Linked DNA regions of Triticum aestivum: region 2 is linked to region 1. The links are chromatin contacts, called in public Hi-C maps. All regions are on one chromosome and are shown on one strand. Each heading gives the region's core, a stretch centred on a gene start, on an enhancer-like site or on the middle of the called end of the contact. The rest is flanking DNA. Distances are from core to core; before and after follow the strand shown.

Region 1 (3,566 bases), core at 395-2,894:
GGCGCCGCCTGAGTGGCCAAGCCCCGGCTATTAAAGCCAGATGTCGAGGGCCAAACCATATTGAAAAACGTAGTAGAAAAAAAAATCCGACATACGAATCAAGAACATGGTCACTATGAAGATGCATACAAGGTTATATCTGATCATTACCAACTTCGAGTTGCAGCGAAGAAAGAGTTGATGAATATCTTTGTTGAAGTCCCTCGAACAGGTCCCCCAAATAAAGATCACCTAGCAGGACGTGTAGGACCTAGTGCCATGTCCGTTAAAGAAATCGCCATGCTCCCAACAACATGAATTTTCATAGAAAACGTCAGATTTGTCATGGTTAAAAATGAAACGGTACATTTGTATGAAAATCCTTTTTTCAAAAGATGAACCACCCTATTTCAAAATCATCTTTTGGGTGGATCCTACAAAAAGAAAAAATCAATGCCAGAGCCTCTCTTTTCTTTTGCTCTTCTCTTTGTGGCTCTGCACGAATGCATGGTTGCTTCGACCGGCAGCAATGAGATCCTTGATGGATCTCCCAAAGCGGACGGCACAATCCCAGAGAAGAAGGCGGTAAATCAAACCCACGTTTTACGGGGTGCCGGCTCCCAACCCCTTTCGTAAAGCTTTCCGCCAAATTGCCCGCCAAAAGCAAAACAGCTTCCCCTCCGCGTCACCACGCAGCTTTAGGATGCGTTTGGTTGAAGGTGTCGTATGAATGAGTTGGGACCGTTCAATTTTTTTGGGATTGAACCATTCAATTCATGTGTTTGGCTGAATATAAGTGGTGAGCTAATTATTTAGGACGGGACCACCAGTCATGCTCACATAGTCATGCATGCAAAGGGTGGTCATTTGATTCGACCGATTTGGTTGGGTGGAACGGTTCAGCATCTTCATGGTATATTCTTTTTTTTTGGCTCGAACCATTCATGTGCTTTATAACCAAACATGTCTATTTTCTGAACGATTTCAACCCATTCATAACCGCCCTTGCAACCAAACGCACCCTTGACTCCCTCCCTCCATTTCCACTCACCAAAGGAGAAAGCAATATCCGATACTGATCTCTCTCCCTCTCTCTCTCTTCTTCTTTTGCTAATGTTTTTTTTGCTTTTGCTAATGTTGATTGATGGAGACCAGAAAAAGCTAGCGCCCCTATCTATATACTCTACTAACGAAATATCTGGACGGACGGGCAGGGGTATGCGGGTGGGGCCCGCGGGACAGCGACGCGCGTTCCACGTTTGCTCTCCTCCTCCTGCTCAAAGTACCTAAACTAGCCCTCCCGTCGACGGCGCTCCGCTGCCAATTCCCGTGCGCGCAACAGTGGGGGCAGGATCGTAATTACAGGCACTGAGCGCAGGCGGAGCACATAGTAGCAGTGGTAGATCCCGGCCGGCCCCACCGCCAATCCACCCTTTCGCGCCCTTTCTCCACCGCGCACCCGTGCCACCCCGCAACGGGGCCCGCATCTCGCTCGCCGTACGCGGGGGCCCACGCGTCCACGTGTGCCGCCCGCGGCACCGCGTGGCACGCGGCGGGGCGCGTCGCCCCCGCTAGGGCCACCCGGGGGATCGTACACGGCCGGGCTGCCGCCATGCCATGTGATTCTGCTGTGCGGCGCGTGACGTGTGTCTGCGAGTGGGACGGGAGCAGGAGCAATAAACACTGGCGTGGGCGCGGGCGGGCGAGTGGGAGTAGGAGTCGGAGTAGCGCCGTGTCGTGTCGTGTGTGGTGTCTTCCACTCACTCCCGCCCCCGCCGGACCCCTGCCTGCCGCCCTCGCCGCGCGGGAACGCAGATGCGGCGGCCCTGACCCCTGAGCGAGGGCCGATCGGGATGAAGTGGGGAGGAGGAGGAGTCGCCTTCGCGTTGCTCGCGGCGGTGGTCGGCGTCGCGGCCGCCGCGGAGGGGGACTCGCTCGCCGGACTCGCCGCGGGCATCGACGGCGCCGCGCCAGGTGCGTGCGTGCATACTTCGCTCGCCGCGTGCTTGCTCGTTTGCCGACGTCGCCGCTGGCGGTGGCGGTGGCGATCTGCGCCCCCGGTTGATCCGTCGATAGGTCGCGCGAGCGAGGGGGGATCGGTTTCGATCCATTCCCGAAGCGACGCGAGCTCCGATCTCGGTGCCTGCCATGCCGTGCCACGCTCTTATTTTTTTTGTCGTTTATTAGGGCGATTAATCAGAACCGTCGGTCCGTCCTGCCTGTCGAAATCGCGCTCTGTTTTTGTTTCCTAGCTCAGGCCTCGTCGGCGTCTCCAGGTGGTGATCCCGCCGCGATCGACTCGACTCGCGCTTCCAGTCTAGGTTCAGAGTCAGAGAATCGAGCGAGTGTTTATTATCTTATTTACCGCTAATTTAATTTCGGCGCTCGACTGTTTATGGCGGTGCCGCTGCGAGAATGTATTTACTGCTATTTTATTCACTGCCGGTGGTGTCGGTAGATCCTCTCTGACACTCGATCGCGTTTTCTTAATCCCATTTGGTACGCCTCACTGCCTCAGGCTCAGGAGGGGTGCTAATTTTAGCAACCCGTATTTTATTCCTGCTACGGTAGCTACCTCGGCTCGGTTGCTAGAATCAGTCAAGCTGTTTGCTGGTGGCGTATATTTTTAGTAGTATATTCATGTCGGTGCTGTCATCGATCTTGCCGACGAGGTTGACGACTTCCACTCCAAGCAACTCCTGGCTCCTAGGAAGTACAACTGCCCCCTTTATTTCTTCCACCAAAGGCCTCCTGATTTTCAGTGCTTCATGTGACAAGAATTGACATCGCCGTAATTTATGCGTATTGACTAGGAATGCGCGCTTTGATGCCTTTCTTACCATAGAAGCAAGCACCCTTTTTGATTTGCTACTAGCCTTGCACTAGAAGCAAGTGGAACTTTGTTTGTAGTATCAGTTTACTATTACTAATATATCATCCATGTTGGTGCTGGTGCTAAAAGGTCTGTATTTTTTTGTGCAAATCTTCTGGTACTTTAGAGGTGAAGGAATTGGGGCCATGGGCGAAGGGGCTGCTGAACGGGATGCCGGATGGGGCAGCAGGGCCGGCGGCCATGGGGCCCGTCGCCAAGTATCCGTTGGTACTGGCCGAGGACAGGACGCGGCGGCCGGACGTTCTCCGCCATCTCAGGATGTATGGAGGTGGTTGGAACATCACCAACAAGCACTACTGGGCGGTATGTGTCATTGTTTAGACTTTATTAATAATTAACCCTTTCATGAGCGTATTGCTTTAATTTGTTAGAGATGTCATTATACCAAAGTAGTATTTATGTGGGTTGTTGGGATCAGGGTAGTTGGATTGGTACAGTCCGTGTACGCACTAGAGATTCAGCCCATCAATACTGATCCTACTTTGAGGAATATAAGGCATGTCATCCCCTTTTAGTTGGCTGACGGTACTTAGTTTACATTTGATGCCCAAAGTGTCCCCAAATGTACCAGGAGTGTACACAGCTACAGGAAAGTTGCAGGATTTAAGACAGTAGGTTATTGCTTTCTTGGAACCATGTTGAATAATCAACAACTTTCTTGGACAAACTAAGTGCAAAGTTGACTTCGAAGTTA
Region 2 (3,836 bases), core at 733-3,232, 340 kb before region 1:
CACGTCGACGGCGCTGCTATAGCTCCATGACATGCCGGCCCTAAGCGTCAGGGCCCGCTCGTCAGTGGGGTCAGGGCAGCTGGGTGGGGTTCGAACTGGGTCGCGTGGCGATGGGGACGGGGCGGGCGGGCCCCGCCGGGCAGAGGGAGCGGGGAGTTGTCGGATGGGGCGAGCGAACGGCGCTTGCTTCGGGCCGACGTCGCTGGCGCGTGGGCCACCGCGCGGTAAAGAATCGAGAATCCATCGGGTGAGGGGTGGGTAGGTGGTGGGGAGTAGCGGGATGGTATCCATGGACCGTGGCCCCCCGTGTCAGTGAGAGCTTCGGGGGGGTGTTATAGTCATGGGCCCGGGTGCAAGTCAGCGAGGAGTGCAAATTTTAAATCTAGTAGTTTTTTGCGTCGGATGGGAGGGGATGCAAAACTTTAACCGCAAAAGTATATACTACTCCTACTACTAGTGCAGGCGATCTCTTTCTCCCTTTCGACCGAAACTCTACCTCCTTTCCCCCCTCTTTTCAAATCGAGTCTCTATCGCTTTGCTGCGAGCAGCTGCGTGACATCAAGTTAGCTGAAACGACCCCTGCCAACCATCCCTCCCATCTTGGATGAACCCGTCACGCTCAAAGCTCCGCTGGATCCTTTTCCTCCCCTCGCGCAAAGCCGGCTAGGGCAAAGTCCTCGCTCAATCGGATGGCGGCATTTCATCGTCAAGTTGGCCTTTCGATCTTTGATCCTTCTCGAATTCGTCCATCAAAGCGGAGCCGACGGAGCCCCGGCGTAGATTTCCCCTACCTTCATGGGGCGCCGAGGTTAGGGTTTCTCTTTGCGCGTGCGCGGGAATGAGAACCGGTTGGTGTCAGACGCTTTAGAGATCAATTCAAAGGTTTCTTTGGGATGCGTGCGATAAGGCTTCTCATCTGTCATCGACAAAGTCAGGACGGCTCCAGTATGGGAACAGTGAAAGGGGCTCATAGAAGGCTCGTTTTGTTGATCATCCAGTGGTACAGGGACCTCGATGTTATTTTTTTTTTAGGGTGATTTATACATTTGATGAACTTTTTCTAATGGATCTGTGTATTTAGACCTCATTTTGTGATTTTTCTTCTTGCTGTTAAACAAACAGTTTGAGGTGGGAAGGGGGATCTACGTTGACTAGCCCTCGCTTTAGAAATCTGATTTGCCACTAGTCGCTCTATCGCATAGAGTTCTGAGTGTGTTGGCAGTTGACACTTGCTATCTTCGGTTTTTATTTTTTATGTTATCTTGTGCCAGAGTAGGTATACTAAAATTAAGACATTTATTTTAAAACAAAGGTACTCCCTCCGTTCAGAAATATTTGTTCTAAAAATGATTGTATGTCAATGTGAATTTGTTTTAGTTCTAAAAGTATTTTCAAACGGAGGGAGTAGTAGTTAATTGGCCGTCTGTCCCCATTTACCTTGGAGAGATACCGCTAACAAAAATTACTACCTTGGAAAGATCAACTGCTAATTTCTTGACACGGAAAACACCATGTCCGGTTTTTGTCAGTGAAGACGGCACATGAGTAGAGGGAGACGGTTTGTAATTGGATGGATCCTGTTGCAGATAGGAAGTACTAGTAGCACATCTCCATTCTGTAATCAACGTCACCGAATCACGGCTTGTTCTTTTGCGCGGGGGCAACGGCTACTCCACTCCACTCCACTCGCAGACTCCAGAACTAGTAGCTGTCGTGACCACGACGATGCTACTACTCCTTCACGGGTCACCCGCCACATGGGCCACGACGTGGATCCGATCTTCCTTTTCTTTAAGATGGGTCCGATCTTTTTTTTTCTTTGAGAAAAATTTATTAGGGGTGGACCCGATCCCTTTTTGTTCGAACCTGTCGTCCGACGGCCCAGCGTGACAAACGTACGTTTCCAAGGCCCCGCCGTCCAGACGACCGGCCCAGCGGCGGCCCAGGTCGCCGATGGCAAGGCTCACTCTCTCTCCCCATCCCATGCCACGCCGCAACAAACTAACCACCACCACACAACGCGCCTCGCTGGAGCTGGACGAGGAAGGACGGCGAGGCTTAAGCCTGAGGGCGCGACTAAACCCCTCCCCGTCCTCCTCTGCTCGTCGCCGGTCGCCGCGGGATGGAGATCAAGGGGCTGGGGCAGCTCCTGGCGGCGCTGGCCGCGGCGCTGTTCCTGCGGGTCGTCGCCGCGGGGGCCGGCCCCGCCCTCCTCCCGCCCGCGGAGGATGAGGAGGGGGACGTGGAGGCCGGCGAGGGAGGAGGCGGCGGCGGGGTGCGGCCGGTGACCATCCGGTGGGCCCGCGTCACCTGCGCCCTCAAGAACAAGCGCGGGGACATGGTGAGTCGCTCTGGTTGACGCCGCCCTCCCTCTCAAGTCTCTCTTCTCGCCGGAGCCCCGTGGCCGAACACCTTGCGCGCGCGCGCATTGGTCTTGTCTCTCTCTATCTCGTGCTAGTACATGGGTTGGGGGCGCACGATAGCGAGGGGCCACGTTCGGCTGGTCCGAGTGGCTGGCGCTGGGCCCTGCTGGGGCGTTGACTGGTTGACCCCGCGATGTGGCAGTGGCACTCGACAGTGAGGCCATACTGTTAATGCAGGTCAACCTGCATAATTTTGCGTTGTCTGAATCTTCCAGAGTATGCACACCCTACATTGTTCATCAATGTGCTGCGTAATTTTGCATCAGACAACGATTCAGAGTATGCACACCCTACATTGTGACCCCCGGGATGTAGCAGTGGCAACAGTGAGGCCAAACTGTTACTGCAGGACAAGTTGCATAACTTTGCGTGGGCTAATCCTTGTCTGAATCTTCCAGAGTATGCAAACCCTGTATCTATGTATTATTCGTGATGTGCTGCGTGATTGTTTGCAGGCAAGGTTCCTGCTGTCGAATCTGTCCGGGGAGGCGAAACCAGGGAGGCTGCTAGCACTCATGGGGCCGTCAGGGTCAGGCAAGACGACTCTGCTCAATGTGCTGGCAGGGCAGCTCACGGCATCACCTTCCTTGCACCTCTCGGGCTTTCTCTATGTCAATGGCCAGCCTATGTCGCAGGGCGGTTATAAGTAAGCTATGCTAATTCACCTTGTGGTCTTAGTTTTCGCAAACATTTGTGGAAGAGAACTGATGTGTATTTCTTTCTGTAGGATCGCTTATGTGAGGCAAGAAGACATCTTCTTCTCACAGCTCACGGTGCGGGAAACACTCTCACTTGCTGCTGAACTCCAGCTTCATGACACCATGTCTCCCGAGAGGAAGGAGAAGTATGTTAATGATCTTCTGTTTCGCCTTGGATTGGTAAGTCATCATTGATTGATCAATAGCAACACACATTTTTTTTCAATTTATCGGGGAATCTAACCTACATGATTGTTGGATGATCGATATATGTTACTCTCAGTTCATTCTGATTTGAGTTTTATTGTACTATAATTATGTATTCCTCTCTTTTTAATGAAAGGTCAACTCTGCTGATTCTATCGTGGGTGATGCAAAAGTACGTGGAATTAGTGGTGGTGAAAAGAAGCGCCTCTCGCTTGCATGTGAACTGATTGCAAGCCCTTCAGTCATCTTTGCGGATGAACCAACAACAGGTATTTTAGCCAATTCACCATTTCCCCCCGTAGTTTTGAATTAGCCTTTTATTTTACTTATGTATAGTTATTGTAGTTAGATTTACTTGCATGACTACAAGTGCTCGAGTCTCTTCTTTATCTAGCAAGTTAATGTAAATAGATAGTAATATACAAGAACTTAATAAAAAAAGTAGTAACACATAAACCTACTTCACTCAAATAGAACTATAGAAGGTTAACTAGGATTTCGTGGCACC

What was found. Hi-C and Micro-C count contacts between places; a contact is called where the count stands out from the background.
Region 2: a contact with region 1 is called in a Hi-C map of leaf, with 7 times the contacts expected there. The contact joins the promoter of LOC123059864 here to the promoter of LOC123059861 in region 1. A contact is called at or near these places in 2 of 5 Hi-C or Micro-C datasets (both in leaf).

The regions. Positions count from the first base shown.
Region 1 is chr3A:13,860,800-13,864,365 of IWGSC CS RefSeq v2.1, reverse strand. LOC123059861 reads left to right here and starts at 1,644. Exons shown (of 9, transcript XM_044482392.1): 1 at 1,644-1,953; 2 at 2,979-3,175. The coding sequence starts at 1,833.
Region 2 is chr3A:14,203,997-14,207,832 of IWGSC CS RefSeq v2.1, reverse strand. It overlaps LOC123059864 (ABC transporter G family member 7), which reads left to right and starts at 1,982. Exons shown (of 11, transcript XM_044482395.1): 1 at 1,982-2,341; 2 at 2,879-3,069; 3 at 3,151-3,301; 4 at 3,465-3,597. The coding sequence starts at 2,123.